Linked DNA regions of Mus musculus: regions 1, 3, 4 and 5 are each linked to region 2. Evidence: chromatin contacts called from public ChIA-PET, Hi-C and HiChIP or PLAC-seq data. All regions are on one chromosome and are shown on one strand. Each heading gives the region's core, a stretch centred on a gene start, on an enhancer-like site or on the middle of the called end of the contact. The rest is flanking DNA. Distances are from core to core; before and after follow the strand shown. Region 1 has its middle 15 kb from the start of Gm51769. Region 2 holds the start of Egr2 (early growth response 2). Region 3 has its middle 46 kb from the start of Gm51769. Region 4 overlaps Jmjd1c (jumonji domain containing 1C). Region 5 holds the start of Reep3 (receptor accessory protein 3).

What was found. A called contact is a pair of places that touch in the nucleus more often than the background predicts. ChIA-PET counts read pairs in DNA pulled down with a chosen protein or histone mark. HiChIP or PLAC-seq counts read pairs in DNA pulled down with a chosen protein or histone mark.
Region 1: an H3K4me3 HiChIP or PLAC-seq map of bone marrow-derived macrophages shows a contact between it and region 2, with 9 times the contacts expected there. The contact joins the enhancer-like site here to the promoter of Egr2 in region 2. A contact is called at or near these places in 14 of 39 promoter capture datasets (the 3T3-L1 cell line, the C10 cell line, the HPC-7 cell line and 7 more), 2 of 15 datasets of contacts at CTCF or cohesin (large pre-B cells and pro-B cells), 17 of 484 Hi-C or Micro-C datasets (the C2C12 cell line, the HL-1 cell line, the HPC-5 cell line and 13 more), 18 of 115 datasets of contacts at active chromatin or transcription factors (the NIH/3T3 cell line, acute myeloid leukemia, bone marrow-derived macrophages and 11 more) and 4 of 9 other capture datasets (adipose tissue, embryonic stem cells, liver and 1 more).
Region 3: a contact with region 2 is called in an H3K4me3 HiChIP or PLAC-seq map of neural progenitor cells, with 13 read pairs. The contact joins the enhancer-like site here to the promoter of Egr2 in region 2. A contact is called at or near these places in 6 of 39 promoter capture datasets (the 3T3-L1 cell line, the C10 cell line, cranial neural crest and 3 more), 8 of 484 Hi-C or Micro-C datasets (the C2C12 cell line, CD8 T cells, bone marrow-derived macrophages and 4 more), 12 of 115 datasets of contacts at active chromatin or transcription factors (bone marrow-derived macrophages, craniofacial prominence, embryonic basal ganglia and 6 more) and 3 of 9 other capture datasets (adipose tissue, liver and macrophages).
Region 4: a contact with region 2 is called in an RNA polymerase II ChIA-PET map of memory CD8 T cells, with 52 read pairs. The contact joins the enhancer-like site here to the promoter of Egr2 in region 2. A contact is called at or near these places in 1 of 39 promoter capture datasets (pre-B cells), 4 of 484 Hi-C or Micro-C datasets (LSK cells, nephron progenitors, pre-megakaryocyte-erythroid progenitors and 1 more) and 1 of 115 datasets of contacts at active chromatin or transcription factors (memory CD8 T cells).
Region 5: a contact with region 2 is called in a Hi-C map of nephron progenitors, with 9 times the contacts expected there. The contact joins the promoter of Reep3 here to the promoter of Egr2 in region 2. A contact is called at or near these places in 3 of 39 promoter capture datasets (the HPC-7 cell line, liver and pre-B cells), 9 of 484 Hi-C or Micro-C datasets (the C2C12 cell line, Sertoli cells, adipose-derived mesenchymal stem cells and 3 more) and 3 of 115 datasets of contacts at active chromatin or transcription factors (epiblast stem cells, memory CD8 T cells and pancreatic cancer cells).

Annotation. Positions count from the first base shown.
Region 1 is chr10:67,803,488-67,806,679 of GRCm38.p6, forward strand. No RefSeq gene overlaps it. Among named protein-coding and RNA genes, the nearest start is that of Gm51769, 15 kb to the left of the region's middle. Within about 2 kb of position 1,349, at least 50 of the 459 cell types and tissues checked have an H3K27ac peak or open chromatin away from gene starts, as enhancers often do. A contact at or near this core is called in the HPC-5 cell line, the HPC-7 cell line, acute myeloid leukemia and 5 more, where this site is marked.
Region 2 is chr10:67,534,109-67,537,284 of GRCm38.p6, forward strand. Egr2 (early growth response 2) reads left to right here and starts at 1,391. Exons shown (of 4, transcript NM_001373983.1): 1 at 1,391-1,422; 2 at 1,525-1,630. The coding sequence starts at 1,532. It overlaps Gm32255 (a long non-coding RNA gene), which reads right to left and starts at 2,072. Exons shown (of 4, transcript XR_380523.3): 1 at 1,146-2,072.
Region 3 is chr10:67,834,761-67,837,907 of GRCm38.p6, forward strand. No RefSeq gene overlaps it. Among named protein-coding and RNA genes, the nearest start is that of Gm51769, 46 kb to the left of the region's middle. Within about 2 kb of position 1,826, at least 30 of the 459 cell types and tissues checked have an H3K27ac peak or open chromatin away from gene starts, as enhancers often do. A contact at or near this core is called in neural progenitor cells and uterus, where this site is marked.
Region 4 is chr10:67,187,435-67,190,548 of GRCm38.p6, forward strand. Jmjd1c (jumonji domain containing 1C) reads left to right here. Exons shown (of 26, transcript NM_207221.3): 3 at 2,302-2,415. Among named protein-coding and RNA genes, the nearest start is that of Jmjd1c, 62 kb to the left of the region's middle. Within about 2 kb of position 1,792, at least 62 of the 459 cell types and tissues checked have an H3K27ac peak or open chromatin away from gene starts, as enhancers often do. A contact at or near this core is called in memory CD8 T cells, where this site is marked.
Region 5 is chr10:67,095,118-67,098,406 of GRCm38.p6, forward strand. Reep3 (receptor accessory protein 3) reads right to left here and starts at 1,871. Exons shown (of 8, transcript NM_178606.5): 1 at 1,673-1,871. The coding sequence starts at 1,704. It also overlaps a transcript of Jmjd1c not described here.

The DNA.
Region 1 (3,192 bases), core at 99-2,598, 270 kb after region 2:
TGCACACACGCATAGGCACATACATATATACCTGCACACAAATGAAATAAATAAAATATAAATCAAGAAATAAGAGCTTTAAAACGCAAATAATTGGAGCTTGAGATTGGGAAAGGAGGTGTTGGCTTTGGTGTGTGCTTTTTGGCAAGGCAGACCTCTGGGGCCTCTGTCAGCATGCTGTGAGAAGCTCTCACTCCAAGGTCTTCGCAGCGTTATGGAGAGCCAGCGCTTTAGTTAGAGCTTTGCTTCCTCTTGACCTGGGTCAGGGGATTAGTAATGGCTTCTGACTGGCACTGGTTGGCCACACTGATTCAAGATAACCTGGCTCTCTCTCTATCAGCATCGCCAAAGCCACCATCAAGGGCTTTTCTAGCTCTGCCATAGACTTCATTTATAACCGACACAAGTTCAAGGGTACCAGCTGGTTCTGCCAGGGCTTCTGTCTTTTGGTGCTCCAGGGATGTGAACCCTCTTTGCCTACCACAATATTCTTTTAACTATATAATTTTGGTTCTCAAGACACTTGGAAAGTGTCAGGATATGTGGCACATCCTAAACCCCCGAACACGGTGCTGGGGTGCGACACACCCTTCCCCCCTGCCCCCTGACACCCGGCCCGTTACCCTTGGTCCAATATACTGCTTGCTGCTAATGTTTTCCATGTTACCAACCTTGCCCACAGGGCAATAGCACTGACACTCTCCAGTGTGGCAACTGGAAGTGTCCCTAAAACACCTCCTGAGCCACACTCTCAGGTCTTGGTCTTTTGAGACAAAGTCTCCAGGGGTAGCATAGGCTGGCCTTGAATCCAAACTCCTCCTGCCTCTGCCTCCTGAGTGCTGGGATTACAGGCTGGATGCTACTACACACAGCTACTTCCGTTTTACGAAGCCCTATCTTACCATACAAAAATCTTCTGGGAGTCCCCACTGGACATAACACAGCAAGAAAGTGAGAGAGAAAAGCCACTTGCCAAGACTCTCCATGTGGAGACTCATAGCCAACCAGGGATGTCCTCTGGGTGTGGAGGGAGAGTAGGAGAGCCTTGCTGAATGGGTTGGTGAGGGGCTGCCTTTCTTCTTAGTGGGAGGGGAGGGGGGTGTCAGGGATGTGTCTGTGTAATGGGTGAACTTGGCTTGGGGTTCTTCTCTTCCAGAGTACTTACCCCCGGAAATACTGGGGGAAGATGGAGGCTTGTGCTGTCTAGGACCCCGCAGAACTCAAAAGGCCACAGGCCCAGAAAAAGGAAGTAGTTGGAAATAATTAAGAAATCTAAGCAGAAACGGTTGCAGGAGAGAGGGCCTCAACGGCTCTCCTCGACCACATCCGAAATTTGCTTCAAATTGTTATGCAGGACAGTAATTGTCTCCCGGGAGGCAGCAGGCAACTGGGCGGGGCTGGCCTCTCCTAGCCGTCCACGGGCAAAGCCCCTCATAAATACTGCATGTTGTGAAACCAGCATTTTCTCTTCTTGCAGCGGGTCACTCCAACGCTCCTCCTTTAATTAAAGAAATGTGGCTTACCAAAAAACAAATACCTCTTCTCATAAAGATTAGATGCAAAAATAAAAAAAAAGAAAAAAGAAGAAGAAAAAGATTCTACAGTGGAGACATGAACCTTCAAGAAGACATCCATACAGAAACTGTGATTGGCAGATGACTGTGTGATTCCAAGAGTCAACATAGCACCAAGAGTCCCAGATCTCACTCAGCTGCCCTGTGACACATTGCTTCTCTGAAGGTCCACGGCTGGACTGGGGTCTGTGCACCACCAGGGCTCAGTGTGGAGAGGTTTGCTTTGCCCGAGCTCTCTTTCTGCACCAACCCTGATTTGGTACCTAGTCCTCCCAAATTCCTCCCAGAAGCATTTTCTTGTGTGTGTGCCATCTGGTGGATTTTCAAGGGAATTGGCAGCAGGCTCCAAAAAAAAAAAACGTTCCACCTCTGAGGGTTCTGATCTTTCCAAGAGTCTCCGTGAGGTCTCTGCAGGCCAGATCCACTGAGTTTTTTCTGGTCAATTCCCATGTGCCTTCCATACATCTGTGTGTGTGCGTGCAAGTGTATGTGTGTGTGTGTGTGTGTGTGTGTGTGTGTGTGTGTGTTGTGGTGCACAAGTCGTGTGAGTGTTCCTGACTATGCAGGTGCATTTGGAGGCCAGAGGTGAACATCTGCTGTCCTCCTCTGCCACCCTTCGCCTTACATTTTGAGACACAATCTCTTACTGAGTCTGAAGGTCATCACTGAGGCATGGCTGCCTAGCCAGCAAGCCCGAGAGACCTGCCCTTGATAGCTCTAAGATTACAGGCACGCACCACCACATCTAACTTGTACCTATGGGCTGGAATCCAAACGTATGTCCAGCGTCTGCCAGCCAAGCCCTTGGGCCACCAAACCATCTATCTCCTCAGCCCTGACACAGACATCTATTATGACTTTTGAAAAAAACATCATTCAAATTTTCGAATGAATGAATCAAGCAGAAAGCATATGATTTGGAAGGTGCATGCGAAGAAAAGGGTCTCCCAAGCTCTTGCTGTAAGAAGAGCAACCTCCATTCATCCCGAGAACTCCAGGATTATTCAATAAACGTTTATAACACTATACTCAACACACATTTATTGCATCATACTTAACACACGTTTATTACATCAGATGATGCTCTGCACTGGCTTATTTTCTTTTACACTTAACACGTCTTGGCAAACGTTCCCTGTCAGTGGGCATCTCACTGATCTGGACAGAGATGGCGTGCACTTTTGAGACCACAGTGTGGCTTATTTACTCAGTCCCCTCCCTTTCTATGACTACCTGGGTAGGTTTTGATCTCTCCCTATTTCCAACAGTAAGATTCGAGTTCATGTGTAGGATGAGGCCAGGCAGCAGAATTGAGACATCAAAGTCCTTTGAGCCGTGTGAACAGTGTGTAAGTGTGCCCTTCGCCTGTTTTGAAACACCACTTTATCTTTGCCCACGATAAAGAAAAAAACATGGCACCACACTATACTTTATCGTTTCAATTTGAAATGAGATTGCTGTTTTATGTGTCAAAAAAGATTTACATTCTGTGAGCTGGCAAGATGGCTCATCAAGTAAAGGTACTTGCTGCCAATCCTGGGACCCTTCTATGGGAATCCCCTGAGACCATCAAGAAACACAGATATTTACATAACAACTTATAACAGTAGCAGAATTG
Region 2 (3,176 bases), core at 141-2,640:
TTTACCCTCATCCCAGGCAGCCTGCATCAAAGGAATCTCCTGGGTTTTTTTTGACCTCCTCTGGAAAAAGCAAATGAGTCTGGCAGCAAATTGTTCCTGACTTGATATCTTTTGGAGTGTCTTATTCACATGTAGTGACAACTCTCTCTCTCTCTCTCTCTCTCTCTCTCTCTCTCTCTCTCTCTCTCTCTCGTCATTTGTTTGTTGCATTTTTATCTAAACACTAACAGTTCAAATGCTCCAAAGTAGGGAATCCTGGTCTCACCTTGGTATTCCACTCCCACATCTCAGGGTTCTTCCTCTCCGTAGAACAGAATCACACCCCCTGCCTTCCTCTTACCCCTCCTTGCCTCCAGGAAGGATACCATGGGGTTGGGTTCTCTTAAGACAGCAGCATTAATATGCTTGGTCATTCCTTCCCTGGAACAGGTCTGCAGAGTCGCTACATTGGAATTCTCCCTCTCCCTGAAGGGGTCTGTCTGTAACAGCCCCCTCTCTCTTGCCTTGTAGCCACCCTCTACTACCACCTCAGCTTCACTTTCCTCTGAAATGCCAAAGCAAGATGAAATTGATGAAGTCGGCGTGTTCTTCCCTAATGGGGTGAGCCAGGCTTTCTGAGCACCCCGCATAGTGACCAGGGCAAGGGACTTGGATCCTGAAGACCGGGCAGCAGATTTGAACTGGACCACCAATCACCAGCTGCGAGACTTTAGGCAAGTTCTTTTAGCTTTCCTGAACTTATCTGTCTAAGCTCGCTGGGGCTGGCTTGAAATATGTGCTCTTGATTTTGTTCCATTATCTACGCTGACTACATTTAAAGGTTTGTACTTTTTTTTTAAAGGGGGGAGGAAGAAAGTGGGGTATGGGGGGGTAAGTAAGGCTATCAAAGACTGGTTCTCCTCCGATGTTCTGGAAAGGCTGAGAGAGGGACTGGCCCCGGGCATCCTTCAGAGCCTGGCCTGCCTCGGGGCAGCTAGCCTCTATTAGCACCTGCCTCCCCTCCCCCATGTTTAGCCATAGCTGGGTCCAGCGAAGCTCTTAAGGGTAGGTGAGAGAGTTCTTGGAAGGCTCAGCTTCCACAGGGTTCCCCCCCACCCCTCTCCCCCTTTCTAGACTCCTTGATGGTATGGAACCACTTCTCTTACCCCCACTGTCCTCCTCTGCGAAGGTTGGTAGCGGCAATCCGCCAGCTTCCCGCGCTCCAGTCAGTTCTACCATCATCGGGCGTCTTGCCCTGGGCTGGCTTCCCTGCTCCCCATTCTCTCCGCCGCCCGGGAGCTCCCCCTCGGGGCGGCGCGAGGCGGCAGCCTGCGGGGTTGGCGACAGCGCGGGGGAGAGGGGCGGCTGCTGCAATCCTCCCGCCCACGTGCACCGACGGCAGCGAAGCGCCAGCAGTCGCCAGGGCCCGCGCCTCCCGCGCGGGTGGGTGCTTCACCTCTGGGGCTGGTGGGGGACCCGTAACCTGAGTCCCACCGCCGGGACCTCTATTTGCATAACCCGACCCCCCATTTCTTCCCTACCCAGGCTGGAGATGAGAGTCGGGCTCCCCACCGAGGCGTCGTCTTGCCTGTGGTCAGCGCGGGGGCCGCGGGACTGGCCGGAGCGCAGGCGGAGCGGGCTGGCGCACGTGGTAAGAGCACCACTATTTCTTCCTTTTCTCCCCCCTCTCCCTTCGAAACAGGGCTTTGCAGGGTTTTTAAGAGGGTGGGATACCCACAGAGGTTTCGCTGAGCGTTCTCTCCTGTCCCCTTTGAATTTGATCCCCAATTGGAAAGGAGATCGCGCGCAGAGCACGATCGAGAAACTTTCCCAGATAATGCTTTTGGGCGTTTGAAGTAATGGCGAGGACCATTCCCGGGAGAACAACTTTCACGGTTGGCACGAGGAGAACAGCGCTGCTCAGAGAGCGGCGACAAGCCGGCTCCTGGTGGCACTGGGGCTCCCCTGACCACCGTACTCCAATAGGGCAGGAGCCGGCGCGCTGCGGCCGCGGGCATCGCAGGTGATGGGCGGGAGAGCGCCTGCAGCGCCGCGCTCCCTCCACGGCGTGGCGCCGTGGCTCCTGCCCGCTGGGGATCCTCGCTGCTCCGGGTAGCGTGGGTCAAGAAAGAGAACAGCCTAGCCCGGTCTGAATCCCTTTTCTGCGGGACTTTGAAGCTGAGAAGGGCAGGGCAGTTTCCCAGCTTGCGTCTGCTATCCCAGGCTACGTAGATCCCGGAGCCTCGGGCTTGGGTACCCTGCAGTAGCCAGAGCGCATCGGAAGAGGGCTGGGCGCGTGGGGAAGGTGGGAACCGAGTGTCCGGAGGGCCAGCAGTTTTAGCTCTCTTAAAAGTTTTTGGTCATTTAGCAGGAAGCTTTCTCCTGGAAGGGCTTGTTTATTTATTGACTTATTTATTTGCCGGGGAAAACACGTGTGGGGGCCATGGCTACCAGAAACTGTGCCATTTGTTGTCACTCAGCGCAGAGGAAGCTCTAAGCAAGGGCGTGGGGGGGGGGCTATTCCTGGGGTAGACCTTAGGCGCGGGTGGTAGGATGCACCCCTCCCCGTGGGGGGGGTGCGGGGGGTTGGTGAGTTGTGAAGATGAAGGCAGTGTCTTCCTAGGATATCCTGACTGTCGCCAGGCAGGCAGGCGCACACACGCGCGCTGTCAAGAGGGAGGAGGTGTGTAGTGTGTAGCGTAAGGTGTGTTGAGTGGGTTTGTAAGAGGGCAGCGGAGGAGGGAGAGTGTGTAGCGGAAGTGGAGCGAGCGTGGTGTGTGTGTGTGTGTGTGTGTGTGTGTGTGTGTGTGTGTATGCGCATCGGGCAGGGTGAGTGTCCAAGCCTCCATCTGGTCGCCCCCACGCAGCGGACCGCCCAGACACGCCGGGAAGGGCGCCCGCTCTGAGCAGCAGCTGGAGGGGAGGGGGCGGGGAGAGCGCGGGCAGAGGGAGGGGGCGCCTCCGGCCGAGGATCTTTCTCCCCGAAGCTCCCGCAGCCCTTCTGCTCCATTCTCTACCCTAACCCCTACCCTCAAGTTACCTAAAAATACTTAAACAAACAAACAGCCCAGACCTGTTCCGTTTTCACTCCTGTATAAATAGCACAGACTTTCCAAAAAAGCAAGACCGCATTTACTCTTATCACCAGACACTACTTTCCACCGTGTAATTCAGAAAAAGGCAGTCAGCTTCCGTGA
Region 3 (3,147 bases), core at 576-3,075, 300 kb after region 2:
ACAAGTCAGGACAGGCTATAACACCTGAACCTACTCTGAGGAGACGGCCAGAGTGTCCTCAGTGATGTCATCCTGCTGTGGAGTGGGAGGTCTTTCCTCACATGAGATCTTACACAGGAGCCCAACTCTGAAGTGCCTGCTTTCCCCGACGCTAACTCCTCCGTCTGCCTGGAGACAGCTGATTCAGTTCTACCAGATGGTTGTAAAGGGTCATGTGGGTGCTGGGAACTGAACCTGGGTCATCTGTAAATGCTTTTACAAGTGCTCGCAACTACTAATTCATCTCTCCAGCTGCCCCTTCCCATCACCACCTTGGGTTGGCTGTTTGGTTGTTGTCGTCACTTTGAGAGATGGTCTCTCACTGGCCTGGAATTAGCCAAGCAGGCTCGTTTGGCTGGCTAAAAGCCCCAAGAATCTGCTTGTCTTTGCCTCCCTGAAACTAGGATTGTAAGTGCAGGTCACCATGCCTAGCTCTTTGCTTGTTCATTTTCCTGTGGATTCTGTGGATTAAACTAGGGCTCGTACCCACCATTCACCAATAGATCTATTTTTCCAGGCCCAATATGAGCCACTTTGATTCTGCCATTTTTAACATAAAATTGAATATCTTCCAATGAGGCTGTGGCTTTCCATTCACCACAGATTCTCTTATTTCTAATTGTTGGCCTCTGGCTAGACTCATATATTTATGATGCCTGCCAGGTCCCAGGGGCACCTAGATTCATGGATTCCTGGTCTGAATGTAAAGCCGAGATGACTCTGGGTTTATCTGGGTAATGAGAATTCACACACACACACACACACACACACACACACACACACACGTCTGTGCTGTCCTTGGAAGTTTCATACAATCAGAGGTCACATGCTTTTAGCTTTATCTGTACCTCTCGTGGGGTATACAACCCTCTGTGCTGTAGCATTGTTTTGCAGTGTTCACTGACACATGTCATTATAGCCATCCAGACAAACGCTCAGTGAATAGCCTTTAACTTTTTCATGGCTTGGATCAGCTTGCCACAATGGTCCAAAGAACAAACAATATTCATCCATCTCTATCATTGCTGTGGCCCCTCCAGACATGCTTGCTGCTTGCCTCTGGAGACGAGCAGATCAGACAAGTTTGGTGATATTTTGATTTTTAAAAAATTAATTTAGGTACAAGGAGTCTAGAATACGTGAGTCTCTTTGTAAAAGAATCCTCCTTTTGGCTGAAGCCCTGCTGGGGTAGGGAACAGGAGAAGGGAGTTTGGACACGTTTTTTTTTTTTTTTTCTTTTTCTTACTCTGCCTCTTCCAGCCTTTGTCCTGTGGCCTGTCTGATGAGTTGCTTGGTCCAGCAACAAAGCCCAGCCCACCTGTCTAGGTGATGGCCCCACCTCTTGGGAAACCTGGGAGTTTACCAGAACCTTTCCATCTCTGAGCCAGAAAAACGGGCGTCACCGTGGAGGTCGCAGCTGGTCTGCAGAACTGATGATAAATCATGGAGAAGGCATGATTTAAAGAAGGACCTACAATATCGCTTCCCAGGCCAGAGACAGAAATGACATTCACGTGCAGATTGCCTTCAAACCCTTCATCCAGATCAAACCTTCTTTGCCCCCTATTAAAGATCGTATACGTCGCCTCGCCCCGTTTCTCTAAACTATCTCAGTTGGCGCATGTTTATCCGGGTGTGTGTCCATCCGCTCCCGCGCCCATCTGGGTGTAATTTTCCACCGTCTCCTCCGCGCGCTGCATTTTCTTCTTTAATTCCCTCCTCTAAACCCACTTCTGTGGATCTTGCCTTCACATTATACCACTGAAAGGCCCAGCTGGAAGGAAGTGCCTCTGAATGGAGTCCAAGAACGAAACAAAGACGATGGGAACCAGATGCCATTTTGGTCATCTCAGTGTGAGTCACCGTTCCTCCTGGAAAGTGCCGATTTCAATTCAATCGGCATTTCATCTTGGGCTGAGCAGACAGAAGTCCTCCCTCCGCACGTGGATGCTCCCACAGTCCTCACAGGGCCGTAGATCTGAATTTTGTATCCTGTGAGTGTTCATAGAACTAGCAATAACGGATAAATATTTATTAGGGAGGTTTGAGATCCAACATAAGATGGTCATTTCCTTCGCGGGTCATTTGCCCACTCTGATTCCAGCCTCAGCTACTGTCCTGCGCCAACCCACCCTTAGGGTTTGAGATGGAACACAATAGTTTGATAAGAATATACTGGTTCATATTGTTCAGAATTAAAAATAATAAACAACAACAAGACACTACCGTCCAGAGTCAGGTGATCTTCGTGTATAATATTTCCTATTCTTAAAATGTAATTTCAACTGAGTGCTATGTGTAAATCACATTAGCCCCAGAGTTTGAATCATTAATTCTTTCATGCAGAGAGACAAAGACACTAACAAACACCCAGCTAATGTTACTTCCAAAACACTAAAAAGCTGAAAGACACACACAACCCTTTTCTTTTACAATGGCCTTGAGAAATGACTTTCAAAGCTCTTCTGGAAAGAATTCCATTAACACAGTGGCAAGGAGAGGCAAATGACACTGGGGTGACTTGGGATACAGTGAGACTGTCCAGCAGAGAAGACGTTTGCAGCACAAGCCTGAGGACCAGGATTCGATGGTCCCTGAAACTCATATTAACGTGGAAGGTCTTCGGCCAGAAAGTTGTCTTCTGATCTTCTGCGTAAAGTGGGACACCTGTGCCCCCTTGATAATCATACTTTTAATAATTTAAGTATAATTACTATATATGTCATATATGATATATATTTATGTATATAATGTAAGAGTATATAAGTATAATTGTCATACATGTGACATATATGTATATACGTGTGTGTATATGACATATATGTGACACATATATGACATATATGTGACATATATGACATATATAATAATTATACTTAATTTTACATATATATATACATATATATGACAAAATCCAATGTCATATAAAGCCTGGTTCATGTAGTTATGCATGTGTGCACACATGTGTCCCTGCATATACAAATTATGCACGAGTCCAAAACAATGTACTATGCAAATACATTTGTCTACACTTCCTTTGAAAATTCTGCTGGAGTATCTGTAAAGACAATAAAAGAGAAACCAAAATGAAGACAAAACCAGAACGAT
Region 4 (3,114 bases), core at 542-3,041, 350 kb before region 2:
TCTGTACATTCCAGAGCACCTACAGCAGAGAAACTTTATTAAAGCTACAAAATCCATTTGTTTCCATTTTAACATGAATCTGTTTAATTTTTGATGTGTGTTAAGTACAAAAATTACTATGGTTACATAGTTGATTGCCACTTTAAGAAATCATGGTTTCTTTTAACTGCTTTTCAGATTTGTATTTAATATATCTTAATGTTTCTTTAACAGGCACTGTAGAGCACCTCTGGTTGGGGAGGGTGTTATGTGAGGTTTAAATGGAGCTGTACACGGGGTCACTTGTAAATTAGCCTTTCTATTTGTCATACACATTTACTAGCCAGATTTTACCAAGGACTGTCAACTAAATACCTTCAATTTTGAGGAATTGTGTTATCTAGAAATTAATCCTCTTTCTAAGTTAACTGGAGTAATTTAAATTATGTTAAGTTGGTGAATTTTACCCCTGAAGCCGGCCCACCTTGCAAAAAGGGCTCTGGAGAAGATCTTCGCAGGAATGTTTTTGATATTATAAAATGACTGGGGCTTAGGAGATGCAAAACACCTGTATTATTTGCATAAGAAAAAGGTACTTAGGGCTAATGTTGCTAGTGTCCAGTCCTGCTAAATTGAATTTTATCTTTAGCCAGTCTTTTTTTTTGGGGGGGGGGGGGTTATCCTTGATGCTTTGGCCTGAAGTGTTTGGACAAGAAACAGAAAATGTCCAAAGATTGAAAGTCCTTTTGAGAAGGAGCCAGTGTTCTCTCATTTACCAATGCTAAACAAGTAGAAGTATAATATGAAAATTTTTCATTGTAGAAATACGCTAACTTGATAGCTATCATGTTAACATATTTCATATAATCAGATAACATGAACTCTTAAGCGAGTACATTCTCTTATAAAAAATGATAGAATTATATGAAATATTAGGAATCTAGGCCCAAGAAATAGAAAATATTGGTAGCAGGCAATGATAGATGTACAGTTAGTGTGGGAATTTTCTATTTTGAAAGTTAATTTCTCACACAAAGTATTTTGAACATCTAGTACTTAAAAGGTTAGGCTGGGACACAGTAGAAAGTTATTCTAACTAGGTTCAATTATCATAAATGTTAAAAATAAATGGAAGAGACAGATTTTGTTTGTTTTGGGGATGGTTCTAGAGATACATACTGTAATTTTTCAATTTTTTTTCAAATAAGGAAAATGTTATTTGCTCAGGAATATTAATTGAATAGAAATGAGATATGTTTAAAATATACATCCTAATGAATCCACTTAACTCCTGGTAAGAATTTCTTAAGTGTAGAAAATTAGCTCTTTGAGAACCCCTTCAAACTGAAACTTTTTTTGTGTAATAACCAGAGTATTTTGTATTTCTTTAAGACATAATAGCTACAAGACAGGGTGGACAGGAGCACCAACAGCTTTGGAATCTGGGAGATACGTACTGTCTTGGTCAACAGTGTTGTTTTGTGTCCAGATGGTACCCAAGTTGCCTTGTCATGAGGAAATGTTCTTTTGGTACACATATATGCAGTTTAGAAGCCTAGTTGTTTAATTGCATTTTTCAGATTTTGATTCTTTCTTAGGAAAGCCACACTTTTTAAGATGGTAGAATTTTCTTTTCATTTTAAAGCTTTTAGAACAAACAGTAGTAGATACATGAATACATTTAATTTTGACTGACTCTGACTCTGCTAAGAATGAGAGTGTGGTGATAGTCATTTAAGAAAACAAACACTGTGCCCTTGTTTCCTTCCTCTAACTTTCCCACCTCACTGCCTGCTGTGTGATCTCAGACTTGCTTTGTGACAGTGCTAGCTAGAGACAGGACAGGGCTGGTGGGGACTGCTCTTCCTCACTGGTCTCTCCTGCTGCCCTCTGCTCTCATTGAAGTAACTGCATCTGTAGTTGTTCTGGGAGCAAGGCAGGGGTGGGGTAAGGTCAGATGCTTTCTGCTCAGTTAAAATCTCAGTATGAAAATTAGACTAACATCTCTAGTTAGGAGTAAACAGGGGTGAATGTGGTTGACTTCTTTTCATGTTTTCAGGGTTAAGCAGAAACATACACGTGTGCTTGGTAGTCTTTCAGAAATAGTCTATAGCATGATACAGTATAATTTCCAGCTTATTAATTATGGTTGTGTTTAATTATTTTTTAATGAATAAAAAGTATTCTATGGTTTTAATAAAAACGTTAGGTTATACCATTATGACGACCTTATTGAACCATTATATTGCCATGTACCCTTTGTATAACACTTTGAGGATACAACCAGAAAATAACCATTAGAACTTTTCTCTTTTTTGACAGACCTTCAAACCATTGGTTGAAAATAGTATACCTAGTTCTATCACTGCAGTAGAATTCCTTATAGATAAGCAACTGGATTTTTTAACAGAAGATAGTGCCTTTCAGCCATACCAGGTAAGGAACTGCACACCAATTGTTCATTAAACTTCATTCATATTCAGGGCATTCAGTATATTTTGATTATAGCATTACTTAGCAATAAATTTGTGCTGGGACTTTGTTGTGAGACAGGAACACTTTGGCTATAGCTAGGATTACAGGAGTGAACACAGCTTCCTGTTAGAGGAGAATTGTCTAGACACCAGGGTTACTTCTGTTCATCTTTGGCTCAGGGCTGCACCTATCTATAAATGTATTTGAGGGTTTGGTTTTGTTTTGCCATATACTTATTTGTTTATGAGGTTAACTAATTTATTAGAGTAAGTAAATGCATCTTGAGGGGAAATAGGTTTTCCAGTAGACAAATAGATTTAAATTATGTAAAGAAACTCATCACAACTATTAAACAATTTGTGGTGATTCATATCTATGATCCTGGGACGTAGGAGGCTGAAGTAGGAGGATCTCATTCAGGGCCAGCCTTGCCAACATAAGAAAACTGTCTCAGAAAGCAGAAAAGTGTGTTTGTGGGGGCAGGAGGTACTGGCTCTGGAGACATGTGTCAGCAGCTAAGTGCTCTTGGGGCTTTTGCAGAGGCCTGGAGGAGTTCCAAGCACCAACAGGAGGCAGGCAGGTCACAACTACCTATAGGCCAGCTCTAGGGGAGCTGATGCCCTCTTCTGGCTCTGGCTGGTTCCTGGCATGTGTAATATA
Region 5 (3,289 bases), core at 621-3,120, 440 kb before region 2:
TCTAGATCGGGTTCATTCCTCAAGGTCTATTATGAACGTAATCTCTTTTGCCTTCTTTGATGACGCTCCAACCACAGATAATTTCTTCCTTGTCTAACACTGGGTATTACACCAGGTATAACCCTCATAAGACCTGACATTCTGACCTGTACAGTAGATATCTGTGGATGTGAAATGTGTGTCCCATTAAGATCTCCTACGTGGTACTGACCTTTGTATTGGAGGTAGCGTAGCACTAAACATACTTCCTTTCACCAATTAAAAAAATAAAAATCTTATTTGATGAATGCAAACTCAAGGTGTTCCATAATTTTCCATCATTGAAAATGGTCTAAGAGATCAAAAGACAAACCCAGTTTTTTTAATGGGGCATTTAATTTGAGGGGCTAGGCCAAAATAGTGGAGGGACTTCTGGTAGGTTAAGAAAGTATGCCTGGATTATGTGGAAACCCGAAGACTGCCTTGGAAGAGGCAAAACATAATTTGAAGGCACCCGTGGCATAACTTTATTTATTTGTGGCTTTAAGATGAATACAAGAAGTTCAGAGGCTTTAAAGGACATTTTATGAAAGAGCAAATTTTGAATGCATTGCAAACTAGGTTACCTAGCTCACTTCCAAACGAAATAAAAGCAAGTTAAAAAAAAATTAGCTCCTTCTCCGTAGTGAAAATAATAATGCCCAAGTAATGTCATTTTCTCCCTTCAAATTATAAGCTAATCAGCGAGGCCTGTTAACCTCATATAAACATTTCATTAAGGTACTCAGATGACACTACTGCTACATGAATAATGAATTCCCGCCCCCAGGCTTTACCTAATTTATGGCCCTTTATTTGGTGACTTTGCTTTAGAGCGCACAGGGTAAGGTGAAAGATGGGAAGAGAACCGGTTTAACTTGTATTCAAATACCTTTGCAGATTAAACAACACATCTCAACTTTTCCCCCCTCCTCTCCCCATCCGCAGCTCTCGTTTGTATCACAATCAGTGAACTGAGGAGATGACCCGAACAAAGGGGACTGGCACCTGCGCCTTCTCCATTGCAAACATTTCTTCCCACCCACGGCCCTCCACGGTCAGCGTTTGCCCGACCTTTCTAGCGCAGGCTCTTTCCCAGGTCACCTCGGGACCCCTGAGCAAGACTCTGCAGCCCGGGCTCTGACACCGATCTCTCCTCCTCCTACACGTGACCAAGCGGCGTGCGCCGCGGACAGACACCGCAACGCGGTAGACCTGGTGACAAAGGCTCGGGCGCATCCGGAGTCCCGCCGGCCTCCCGCGCTCAGCGTCGGCGGAGCCTGCGCAGGGCGGTGCCGCGCAGCGCGGGCCGCGGGAGCGGGAGCCGCAGCCGGGAGCGCGCCGCGGAGCCGAGCAGAGCCCGCCGCGCGCAGCGCCGGGCAGCGGAGGAGCCGAGGAGCGGAGCAGCGCCTGCCGCGTAGCCGAGGAGCGGAGGGGAGGCCGAGGAGAAGCCGAGCAGAGCCCGCCGCGCGCCGGGGAGCGGCTCCACGGAGCAGAGCCCACCGCCTGCCAGTCCGTTCGCCCGCGCCCTGCTGCTCCCAACGCCGCCGCCGCCCCGGAGCCCCGCAGCGACTGGGACACGGGTGAGCAGGCCGCGGCCCGTGAGCTTGGCTCCGGCAACCGGGCCCCAAGCGTCTTCCCCGCCCGTACTTACACCACGGCTCGGGAGATCATCCAGGACACCATCTTTTCGGCCGATGGGCCGCTGACCGCAGGCCGCGCGCTCCCCGCTCGCGCTCCCCGGGGCCGCGCTGGCGCCCTCGGGAGCCGGCCCGGTGTGTGCGCGCGGTGCCCGGAGCCGCCCGGAGCCCGGTCCCCCGCCCGTCCGCCCCCGCCCGCGGCCCCGCCGGCCCTGCCGGCCCCGCCCCTGCGCTCCGCTGATAGGCGGCGGCTCCGGGACCCCGCGGGCGCTGCGCTCCACCGAGCTGCGCGGTCACCTCGCTTCCCCGGGCCGGGGGACTCCGGGCGGGCGGTGAGAGCGCGTGGGAGCCGAGGCCGGGGGCGGGGGAAGCCGGGATTGTGAAGTGTCTGGCTAGGTGCGGCTCCGGTGCTCACCGAGGCTCGGCAGCCAGGGCCTACCACAGGCCTGGGTTGGCACGGCGAGGCTCGTGGTGCAATGCAGGGGCCAAGGGAGAGCGTCGGGGGTCACGTTTGGAGTGATGGGTTTGCAGGGATGGCGAGGCTGTTCTGGGCCCCTTGGGGCACCTTTTCCATCAGCGTCAGCCAACTCCTGTCTGTCTTGCCTGCCCCACAGCCTAAAACGTGGACCCAGGATTTCCGACCCGTGGTGCTGTTTACAAGTGTCCTTATTTTTTTTTTCCGTCACGCGCGCGCGCGTGTGTGTTACCTCTTAACACTGTCCAAAATTTTAAGCTGACCTTTTAAGTTACTGTAGGTGTTTTTTTTTCTTGGTCCCCTGGTGGAAGCAATAGTAAAAGTTCTCTAAGCTAGAAAGAATAATGTCTGTAATGTGGTGTTTGGAGCCTTTAATTAAAGTCCTAGAAAATATGATGGCTCATTTTGGGACGTACTGTAATTTAATCTTTTTGTTCCCCAGTTTCCCCATAATAAAAAGAGGCTAATAATACTCTTGCTTACCTCCTGCTTTTCAAGGATGATGTAAGGTATTGCTAATTAATGTGTTTAGGAAGGAGTCGGATTTGCCTGGGATGGTATCAAGGGACAGGGATAGGTTACCATGAGTGCCTTGTAGTTCATGAGGCCTATAAATTAAGAAGAATTTTGGCCATGAAAGAAAGCAGCAGGGGAGGGATGGTGGTGAGCTCTTGTGATCCCAGCACTGTGGAGGAGGTGGAGGCCTGCGGGGTTTCCTTCCACAGAACCAGGAAGAGAAGTCCTCCGCTGCTTTCTGCTCTTCCGTTCCTTTTTTTTTTTTTTTTTTTGCTTATTTACATTAAGAATGTGTGTTTTTATTTCAGGGGCTGCGGTGATTGCGTTTGTCCTGGTTTATTTAGTTTGACCATTGTTCAGCGTTACTGGGGAGATGTGCTTGCCCTCTAAGCAGCAGTTTTTCTGGCACATACCTTCCTTGTCCTTTCATGTCCTTCCATGGGCAGAGCGGTCTTGTAATGTCTTTATTTACAGCCTTTCGTTCCTCATCCTTAACATATCTTTCCCCTCCTCTCTTTCCTGAGCTAAGGTGTGTTTTCGTGCCCTTGACTGAATTGCATCTTTTTCTTGGATGCTTTATTTCCCATTCTCTACCTTTCTGACCTCTTAAATCCCCCCCCCCCAATTCCCTGCCCCCCAC